Regions from separate parts of the Gossypium hirsutum genome. Here region 1 is linked to region 2. A link is a contact called in public Hi-C data. All regions are on one chromosome and are shown on one strand. Each heading gives the region's core, a stretch centred on a gene start, on an enhancer-like site or on the middle of the called end of the contact. The rest is flanking DNA. Distances are from core to core; before and after follow the strand shown.

Region 1 (5,868 bases), core at 273-2,772, 54 kb after region 2:
ACTTTGTAGCGGAAATTGCCTCGTGAGTAGGTAAAAACTTGTACCTATTGTTCCAAATGTTGATATATTGCACGTGGAATGTAGGCCAATGCTAATTTGTTCTCCCTCGCAAGTTGATATGTTGTAGATCTTCGATGTCTTGGGGTGCTGGTGGAATTGTTTGCCTAAACCCTAACTGTCGCAATACTTCATCCGACTCGTGCATCTCCACAGTAGCGTACACAACCAATGACACCTTCACGTGCTAGATGTTGGGATTCACTAAGAATTCGGGCGAGATGCATTCTTGAATTTTCGGATCGGAGTATGACGTCCATTCAAGCTATATTAAAATAATAAAATTTTTAGTTATATATATACTACTAATTTTTAAATTAACTACGTTAATATTATATAATTCAAATTTTAAAAAATACATACCTCCACTTTCGATCGTTGGTCTAACAGAAGTCGAATATCTCGAAGCTCATCCGATAGTCCCATGTAACTCAGCCTATGGTTCCACCTATTGAAATAATATGTTGACACAATAATTTAAAATTTAAATAATTTTATTATGGTAAATATATTATCTAATGAATTTTACTTTGTTACAAGTGGGAATATATAAGGGTAGTTCGCTCGAAGATGTAAAAATAGCAGCCGGTACCATGCCCATAATTACAATAGTAACATGCAACCACCAATTTTGATTTTTTGTGGTTCGTCGCCTATCATATCTCTCAGTACAACATCGTCAACACGACAGACCCCCAACTAAATCGGCGAGTTTTAGAAGTCACCTTAAATAAATAAGGTTTCGTGACTTGTCAAGTATTAAGAGACCCCTAATAATCATAAGCGTTTTCTCCGACAACTATTTTCTTCAACGATAAAAAATAGCCTAATCCAATAACTCTTTAAAAAAAATAGATATTTTTCAAAAATTCAGTGAAGATGACAAACATCCAAATTTCCCCATTGTCTTGGGTCTCTCTCTTCCTGTTTTCTTTGCACAGAAGATGACAATAATTTGAGAATAAAGAAAAAAACCATTAATATTTTAAATATTGATTAAAACATCCGTAACAACTTCTGTGGAATTAGGATTCTAAATAATTATCAGTTTCATTATTAGATGAAAATTGAAAAATATGAAAAAAGTTAAACAAATAAATTTATTTTTATTTTAAATCGAAGAGACATTCTTTCTCTTGGTCTGACGAAAACAGAAGTAAAAAATATTATTTTTTATTAAAAAAGCCTGTTTATCATTATCCATTAATTATTCAACAGTAATTTTTGTTTTCTCTTTAAATTTTTAATTGATCCATCATCCATACAATGCACAGACTCTTACTAAAATTTTTAATCATTATAATATTTTCAAAATAAATGAGATATTATTTTTCAGTTGAATTGAAATTATTCTTAAAAAATAAACACCACCAATAAATCATATTATGTTTTAAATAGTATGATTTTTTTTTATTCCTCTCAAAAGTGATATGCATTCATTTTAAGGATTTTAAAATATTGAGTAGGCAAAATGATAATCTGGCGGCGGTTCCAACCCTGTTTTTAGGCAATCTAAGCATGTGCTGTTTGAAGTTTGCTGTCATATCTGGTTTATTAATAAATGATGTCGTTTTTCCAATCCACATGTTTTAGATTTGTCAACAGGTTACAACATGGTTGAAGCAGCAGTAACCATGTAGCTGTACATTGTATTTCACTCCTTACTAGTCAATTCAAAGTCACCTTGAGAGGAAAGAGAAAGAGTAATTATTGCAGAGTTTCCTTTTGGAAGTCTGTATATCCCACCCAAAGTAAAAAACAATAGAATAATAAGGCATAAAGGGAAGAAGAAGACTGAGAGGGGATTGGAGAAGAGCAAAGAGCAAAAAGACAAATCTTGTCATTCTCTTTAAAAAATAACTCAAAACAAATATACTATCTTTCCTTTCACTAAGCAAGTTGATTCCTTTTAATTCACGAGAATCAAAGTTTGATTCTTCCACTTTCAAATCTCATCATCCATAAGAAATGGAAGTACCCATCTTTTTTTCTTTTCCAATCTGATTCCTTTCTTAAGGTAAGTTATATTCTTCCTATGTCCTACCCAAGGTGTAGGTTTTTTTTCTCGAGTCTAAGATTTGAGTTTTGTTTACTGACTGACCTCTTATTGCTTTCCTGTCTGGATTTTTGGTTAAATTATTATTGTTATTATTAATTTTTTGATGTTGGGTTTTGAAAGTTGTAACTCTATTGTTGAATTCCTCTATTCATTTTCTTTCAGTTATGTGAACCATTTGGCTGTGCTTTGACTGCTTTCTTATCCATTTGTTTATTATTTTTTGTTGTTTGAATTGGAATTGTCCTGGGGTAGTTCTGCATTTATTTGCCTGGTACTGAATGTTAAAAACTGCTTTTACTGTTCTGCATCCTGGAAAGGGACCTTTTGAGTTTTGAGCTTACTGGGCTGTTGTTTGGTTTTTCTTTCTCTGCAGTAAAACCAGGTTTAGATGAATTTACAGTTTTATTGGCATTATGTTTTATTTCACCATTCTTGAAATTATGTGAAGATTCTTTATAATTTTCTCCTCGGCTGTCTCTAGAGTCTAGCCTAATATTGATTTTTCCTTTTCATGCATTTTGAATCAAATAAAAGAATTTTAGCATGCAAGAAAAAGACACTTTACTTGCTTGCGAGAGTAATTTTTCAAAGAGGTGTAATGGTCTTTTGGGAACCTACACATTGGGTTATTAACCTGTTCATGTCTAGTTCTGTGGGAATCATTTTCTCCTCTCTTGTTTCCTGTTGGATTCTTTTTAGTTTCATAATCTCCATACTACCAAAAAGGAACTGCTCTGTGAGACAAAGTCGAAGTTCTAAGATATTTTTTTCATTATAAAGTTTTTGTTCACCAAACCTAGAACTTAATAAAAATGATGGTTGTGAAATTTTGTAAAAGATGTTACTGAAATGTTGGTAATAAACCAAAAAGAAGAGAATTGCTTGCCATGCTGAAAATTCTTGACGAGAGTCAAGAGAACAAGAGGTGGCTGTTGTCCTTAAACGAAATTGTTAGTATTGGAGCTTTTTCTTTTGCTTTCTCTCTTTACAATATTGATATTATTTCCTATGATGCTCTGATTCATGTGTGAGTGGGAATGAGCATGCTAGTATTTGCTTGTACATATTCTGAAACCTGTTTTCAGATGTAGGATAATGTGTTCGAATTTGGGTACTTTAGGAAACTCAAGGTTTGAAGAAACAGCTGACTGGATTTGCTAATTGTGTTATGTGCCTTGTATTTACAATTTTTGGCAGAGATGGAAGTCATTTGTATGCTCATAAAAGATTTTGTATTTCGTTGCGTTGATCATTGGGGTTGATGTTGCTGAAGATGGAATTTCTTCTTGGAATTCTTATATTCACTTACTTGCTCTCTTTTGTATCAGCTGATTTACAAGGTACATAGTTTTTTTTTGTATCAAACATTTAGTCCTGAAGTTTCCAAAGTAAATTATTTTGAGGATTTCACTTAGTGTGTTAAATTTGATCATAGACATTGTCCAAAATATGCATTTGTGCGCATGTGTGTCCACTCAAGTCATGATCTAATTAAAATTTTCTTAACAATAATTAATTTGGAGTTTTTATGATCTAGTTAATTTTCTCATAACACTATATACCTTGGAGTTTTGAGTCTTTATTCATGCTAAAGTATTTAGATACGAAGGGAAGATACTATTCAGACAATTAGCTCAAACGGAACAATAAGATCCCTGAATCATTTCTTCTTGCTCAATGAGACCTACATCCGTATTGTCCATCAACTGCTATCAGTCAGATTTGACTAATTGAGGCCTCTAGACTTGGCTGCTTATATATGTTTTTGATCAAACTATTTGACACTTTATTTCCTTGACTGAAATATGGCTGGGTTGAGTTTGAGATTTCTTGAGGAACTTGGGCTGATTTTTGTCTGAATAATAGTGATGATAATTGATAAGATCATGTGGTGCATAACCTGGCTTCTATATAGAGGCATATGGAGGTCCATGCATGAGTGCATGTTTGTGTGGTATACTGAGATGAAATTCCTTTATAATCATATTTATTTTCATACTTCTATTGATTTTAGGCACTAATCCTTTAGGTTTGGGTTTGCCGGAGGGGTTATTTGTTTGCTTAACTGGATTATAAATATCCAAGTCATCTGTTTCAGGAGATGCTTTATTTACATTGAGGAGTTCGCTCCAAGCTTCACCCACTCAATTGGCAGATTGGAATCAAAATCAAGTTAACCCTTGCACTTGGTCATATGTTATGTGTGATTCTAGTTATAATGTTATTTCTGTGTAAGTAATCGGTGTGCTTTATTTTTTTCCCGACTATGAAACATAGTCATAAATGCATGCCTACATGATTTAGTTGTTCAAAGAGTATTATTTAGTTTTTGTACTTCTTACATTTGTCCTTATATTGTCATTGTGCTTTCAGGACATTGCCATCCATGAACTTTTCTGGCACCTTGTCTCCTAAAATAGGAGTTCTGAGTACTCTTTCATCACTGTACGTATGGATTTCTTCAGTCAAACAGTAGATTTCAATAATATATGTTCATGTGTAGAATTTTACCAAGGCTATTTTTCATGATTTCTAAATAATGAATGTGTGTTATCTTAGCTAATAGTGATAAAAAATCATTTCTATTATGACAATCTTTTATCTGCTTTAGGGTTAAACTAGGTTCATTCTGTGGTTTAATTTGTTAGTTTTGTGGATTCCTTGAATAGAGGCATCAAAAGGTAGCTCTAGAAAGCAGGATAGTTATTAGGAAAAAGAAAAGGAAAATTCTGAGATGTTTCTGCCAAATTCCACATTCAAATCCCTTTATTGCTAAGGCTACATCAATAAGAAGCTGAAGTTAACATAAAAGGCCCTTATTACTAATTTCTTAGGGTTGAGAACAAAAAATCCTTGTTAACAGTATGTGAACCTTACTTATAATCATGATTACGTCATGTTCCATACTCGTTATTGATTTATTTTGTACAGCATTATATGATCTATGTTCTTTTGTTACGGGGCTGAAAGTTCTCATTCCCTGGTGAAATAATTTGGATATTTTCGAAAATGAAAATTCTTAGAACAGTAAATAGCTTAATGAAACTTAAAAATGAACTTTGGTATCAAGTGGAAGGGACAGGTTGCCACTTATGATTTCCGATTCCATAGGAGACCATTTACGGCCTTACTGTGCAGACTTTGCTGCTGAAGCTACTGATGCAATGCAACATTTCTGTATTGCAAGCACCCGCTTATTTGCCAAATATCTTCAGTTTATCATCTGATGTGAGATTAATGCATCTTGCCATCTTCTTTCAAGTATTTTGGCATGAATTTCTCCCTACCCAATCTTGTGTCGGTCCCATCAGGTGCTTCATATCCTGTCTACAAGTGTTCAGTGTCAAGTCACAATTGGTCCACATTGCCTGCCCCATTTGCCAGGGCACTCAGCATGGAGTTGAACAGTCAAGGATTGGCTTTGATGCAAGCTGCGTGTATATTGTTTTGTATCTTTGTATTATTAGAAAATCCATGTAGTAAAATGTTAGGATCATATATTATCACTAATTAAAGCATAGACTGAAATTACAAGTTCCTGTTATTTCCAATTTCATATTTGGTCAACATTGTTGAATTGATTACTCAAGTGTATGATCCATTATAGCCTCGGGTGAATCTTTTGTGTTAACATATTTGTGTTGTGTGCGTGTTCATCATGCAGCACTTTGAAAGGATGTGGTATAACTGGTGAGATACCAAAAGAGTTGGGGAACTTGTCTAGCTTGACCAACTTGGATTTGGAAAATAAT
Region 2 (5,517 bases), core at 2,327-4,826:
GATTACAAGGGATAAATCATAAACGGATAGAAACAGTAATATATAGAACCTGTAGCTAGGAGTATTAGGATAACAAATTGTTTATAAATTATATAATTTCCATGGTATCTCCACCTTCGCTAAAAGGTATCGTTGATGATTATTTTATATTAACTTAAGGTTGAACCTCCCCCAGTGGCAAGGCAACTAAATCACAACTAGTCATTAGAATTGGGTGCATCACCTTTCTTTTTCTTTCTTTAATTTAAACTATTAAATCAAGAGGTTATCGGCAACTTAAAATATATTTTAGTTACTCTTATACCTTAAATATTTTGTATAATTGTATGGCAAGTGTCTGAAACATTTCAAATTACTAGTTTCTAATAATATATATTTTTATGTGTTTAATTTTAATTAGTTTTTAAATAATACTTTTTTTAATAAAATTAACTGAATATTTATTATAATTAAATTATAAAAAAAAAACATAAGCTGTTTCCCAAAAACTGGGTTTAGGCCTGCTAAAACAAGCCATTGCAAAATCGAGCCTCACTATTTCGTTATCAGTGAACACCCCCTAAAATCACCAAAGCAAAAGACAAACCAATAAATAAAAAAAGGAAAAAAAAACAAAGAAAAGGAAACCTATTATCTACCCTAGTCAATCTCAACAGCTGGACACCATAACTCCATCGTCTTTTCACATTAGTTGTCCCATCTGTTCTGACGATAGCCATTTCCAAAATATTTTCTTTACCTGCTATCTGTTCTGCTTTTATTTCTCCACGAAACTGCCTCAGTCTGGGTTCCTTAACCATCGTCCTTCCGGAGCAGATCGATTGTGATCCGAAACTACTCTTATCAAGTGCGAGTCCTCTCCCTTTTCTAAGGCTTATTACGCAAGTTTATGGGCATAAACATTTTCTGATCTGTGAATAAACTGAAAATTAATTTCTTGAAAACGAGATTTTTTGCTTTAAATATCCTTAATAATAGCCCCAATAGCTGGTTTATCTGGTTTTTTTGTTTGGCATTTCTTGATGACTGCTCGTGAGTCCCCCATGATTGCCACTGAGAGTATACCAATTGAAATTCCTAACGTAATGGCCTGTAATCCTACATATGCTTCTGTTGCAAACGGAGATAAAACGTTATTATGAAGGACAATCTTCGATGCTAGAATCTCGCCCATCAGACCCCGAACCACCAGACCCAAAGCCTATTTGGAGTTTCTTTTGTCAAAAGCTATATCAAACTGAATCGTCACCCTCGTGTTCTCTTCTCGTTGTCTATGGCTTCTATCCACATTTAAGGTAATCTTCCTTTTTCCCAAACCATCCAACTCTGCCATATACCTTTGTATTCTCTATGATAATTCCCTTTCTGTCGTGTTTTTCCCCTCATGTACTAACTGATTCCTTGAACTCCAAATTGACCATAAAGTACAGCAAAAAAGTCGGCACTGTTTACAAGTACCCCTCTCGAAAACCTAGGTAAGCCACTCTCAAAAGCTTTGAATCGTGTTATTTATGACCCAAGAGAGGTTTAAATTTTGCCATACCTCTATTATTGTAGGGTATTGTTGAAAGACATGATAACTATCTTCTTTCCAAGTACAACAGAGAGGACATATAACATTCGTGGCCACTCGTTTATGTCTGAGATTTATTAGGGTAGGGATGTAGTTCCAGGAACTTCGCCATATTATGATTGTAATTTTTTATGGTAGCTGTAGATTCTATAGTTTCTTGTAAAATCCTTAATTTTGGCCTTTATTAAGTAATTACTAGGACCCAAGTTAGCATCTTGTAATAGTTTATAGGCGCTTCAAACTGAGAATTCACCAGTGGGTTCTCCTTTCTACACTTGGAAGTCATCATGAACTGTTTTCGCTAGAGGAATCTGCAAAATTTTCTGAGCTATGTCCACTTGAAAGGTATTGTTTATTAAATCCGCCTTCGAAGTATTATTTGTGATATCAATTAGATCCGAAACTAACTTGATTTCTTCATTGTCGGTTCTGTTGTTCTATCTATCTGTATCAATTCCCTAAATCCATCAGTTGTCCCAAACAGAAATCTCATTCCCTCTACAAACCTTCCAGTACAGGCCACTTTACAGGAGACCCTTTGCCGCCCAAACACTTTTCTAGGTAAACGAAGGTAGATTTCCTAACTGTGCATTAATAAAATTCGAGTGCGGATAGTATTTAGCTTTTAGAACTCTAGCTAACAAAGAATTTGGGTAATTAATAAGACGTCAGCCTTGCTTGGCTAATAACACAATATTAAACTGTCCGAGATTTTGAAAACCTAAACCACCATTCTCTTTTAAGATGCAAAGATTTCACCAAGCACACCAGTGTATTCCCCTCTTACCATGTCCCTTCTGCCACTAGAAATTCGCAATAATACTCTCTAGATCAGCACATAACGATTTGGGTAATAGGAAACAAGCCATTGTGTAGGTCGGTATGGATTGGAGAATAGCCTTTATGAACACTTCTTTCCCACCTTGAGAGAGGTGTCTAACACTCCAATTATCGATGCGCTTCTTCATCCGATCCTTTAAATTTTGAAAAGACTCCCTTTTCCTTCTTCCGACTATATTAGGCAAGCCTAGGTAGCATTCTGGGTCACTTGAGCTGCGTACCCCCAATATATTGACAACCAAAAGTCTATCTTCTGATGTGTTTCTACTAAAAAAGACAGTTGATTTATCAAAATTAACACACTGACCCGAACAAATTCTATACTCACCTAGGATTCCCTTGAGTAAAGTAGCTCCTCTATTTGTTGCCTCCCCAAATAAAATACAACTATCTGCAAATAACAGGTGCGATACTTGTGGACCGCTCCTACTAACCTTAACTCCTTTCAATAACCCTTTCCTTGTTACAAGTCGCATGAGACAAGATAAACCCTATCCATATATTAAAAATAAAAACGGACTCAATGGGTCACCCTGTCGAAGTCCTCTAGTTGGACGAAAATTTTCTCCAGCATGACCATTAACGACTACTGAATATGAGACAGTGGTCACACATTTCATGAGAGTTTCAATCCAATTTGGAGCAAAACCCGTTCGCACTACTATCTCTTTAACAAAACTCCACTCGACCTTATCATATGCCTTACTCATGTTTAATTTTATCGCTATAAACCCCCTTTTCCCTAATTTCTTCTGTTTTAGCGTATGTAATATTTCATGATCCAATAACACATTATCCGATATTAACCTACTTGGCACAAAAGCACTCTGTGCAACATCGAGGCATTTTTCAATAACTTCTCTAAGCAGATTTGCTATAGCCTTTTCCAATACTTTATATATTGCGTTGCATAAACTAATTGGTCAAAAATGTTTCATATTAGAAGGATTGGCAATTTTTGAGATAAGCACAATATGCGTGGAATTAATTGAGCTAACCTCCATACCTCCATTAAGAAGTTGTAGACAAAAAGAGGTGACATCTTCTCCGATAATATGCCAGTACTTCTGATAAAATAAAGCTGAGAATCCGTCTTCCTCTAGTGCTTTTATGGGCCCCATCTCAAACACCGCCTCTCGAATCTCTTCCTTTGTCTATTGCACCGGAAGTCTTTGGTTATCTTCCTTAGAGACATAGCGTAAATGATCATAATTTCTCCTTTCTCCTGTCGAAAATTAATTTTGAAAATAAGATCTCGAAATACCCTCCATTTCCTATAGGACCTCCGTTTCCCTTCATTCTTCATTTTGCAGTTTATGAATTAAATTTTTTCTCCAACGCTGTGTTGCTTGGCTATGAAAAAATGTTGTATTCCTATCTTTAAATTTCAACCAGTTCACTCGAGCTCTTTGTTTTTAGTAGCGTTCGTCCTTTTCAATCTCAAATTTCAGTTGGATCTTCGCATCAATCATCTCAACCAAACTATTATCATCCCTTTCAGCTCCTATCAACTCTGAAAATTTTACTGTTAAAAACTCCTTTCTCCTCTTTCTATTTATTCATATTCGACTAGCCCATCTTTCCAAACCCTTTTTTATGTTATCCAGCTTTTGCAACAAGTTCCCTAATGACATTTCCCAAATGTATTTTACTTCATGGGCGAACGAGTTCTCTATAACCCACCAAGCTTCAAACTTAAATATCTTTCCATTGAACCATTTGTCTTCCATTTTCGTATTAATTAGAAGAGGACAATGATCAGAGAAAGAATGTACTAGATGTTGAATTGTTACCTTAGGAAACATGGTCATCTATTCCTCGTTTGCCACACCTTTATGCAATCGTTCTTGGATTTTTGTTTCTAGAAAATTACCTCTCTCCCATGTAAACCAATTACCAGAATACCCCACATCCATCAAGTGACAATCTTCCAACACATTTAAAAAAATTTCCATTCTTCTTTCATCTTTAGGCAACCCTCCTTTTTTTTTTCAAAGCCATACATGATTTCATTAAAATCTCCACATGCAAACCAAGGAATCCCTTCATCGTTATATAATTTTTTTAAAACAACCCATTAGTCATCTCTATCCTGTGCATAAGGGGTTCCATAAAAACCTGTGCATCTCTATTTATTCTTTACTTCATTATCTTCAATTATCACATCAATATGCCTTTTAAAAAAATTCTGAAATATGATACTAAAATCATTTCTCCATGCCAAACACACCCTTCTCTAGTGCCATCTAAACCAACTTCAATACCATTCGCATAACCACAACTTCGGCAAACTCTTTCCATCTGACTTCTACAAAGCTTTGTCTCCATAAAGAAGACCATCTGGGGGTTATAGACCTTCAGCGAATGCTGAAGTCTTCGAACTATCCTGGGCTCTTCAAACCACGGACATTCCAACTTAAAATTTTTTTTGCGCCTGGTCGGCTTGCCTCTTGGCAGCCGCCGATGATAAATGGTTAATTTCCAACATTCTCCTATTCCTTACCGCCAAAGTATTGATCACTTCCCTGGCTGTTAATTTTTTAATCTCCCCCTAGCTCTCTTTTTCCCTTCAGCTCCAATTAAAACACCATCTTCCAGATCATGATCCATAGCAGTTTGAACTTGATCTACCAAGGAATTTTCCCTCCATTGACCTGAAAAGGACGGTCCCCTTCCAAATTAAATCCTAAAACTGGATCAATAGCCTTTCCACACCCTATTTTTTTCCTACGTCCCATAGACTGTTTCCTAGTACTTGACTATCCTCACGATTTCCACCCAGTTTTACCTTACCTTCCTCACGTAACTAGACATTGTTCATTGCTAAAGCTCTTCAAGATTGTGCTCGCAACAATAAATCCCAACCCATTTCAGCAATTTCCGCTCCTAACGCCATTTTTACTTCACAAAAAGAATCATTATGGCCTAATCGACCACAGTAGAAACAGAAGAGTGACAATCTTTCATACTTAAATCTGACATATGAGCATTTTCCACAAAAGATAACCTACTTCTTTCTTTTCAAAGGGCGCCGTATATCGATTTGGACTTTTATTCTCATAAAGTTTTAATTTTCTTTCCCTAGATTTGACCCATCATACTCC

The links. A called contact is a pair of places that touch in the nucleus more often than the background predicts.
Region 1: a contact with region 2 is called in a Hi-C map of hypocotyl, with 2.4 times the contacts expected there. The contact joins the promoter of LOC107913448 here to the enhancer-like site in region 2. A contact is called at or near these places in 5 of 34 Hi-C or Micro-C datasets (anther, callus, hypocotyl and 2 more).

The regions. Positions count from the first base shown.
Region 1 is chrD11:34,432,819-34,438,686 of Gossypium_hirsutum_v2.1, forward strand. It overlaps LOC107913448 (probable LRR receptor-like serine/threonine-protein kinase At5g10290), which reads left to right and starts at 1,523. Exons shown (of 12, transcript XM_016842025.2): 1 at 1,523-2,074; 2 at 3,314-3,456; 3 at 4,215-4,347; 4 at 4,490-4,561; 5 at 5,781-5,868. The coding sequence starts at 3,378.
Region 2 is chrD11:34,376,670-34,382,186 of Gossypium_hirsutum_v2.1, forward strand. It overlaps LOC107913449, which reads left to right and starts at 663. Exons shown (of 3, transcript XM_016842026.2): 1 at 663-1,295; 2 at 1,431-1,475; 3 at 1,558-1,877. The coding sequence starts at 1,105. The coding sequence ends at 1,654. Within about 2 kb of position 3,577, at least 5 of the 9 cell types and tissues checked have an H3K27ac peak or open chromatin away from gene starts, as enhancers often do.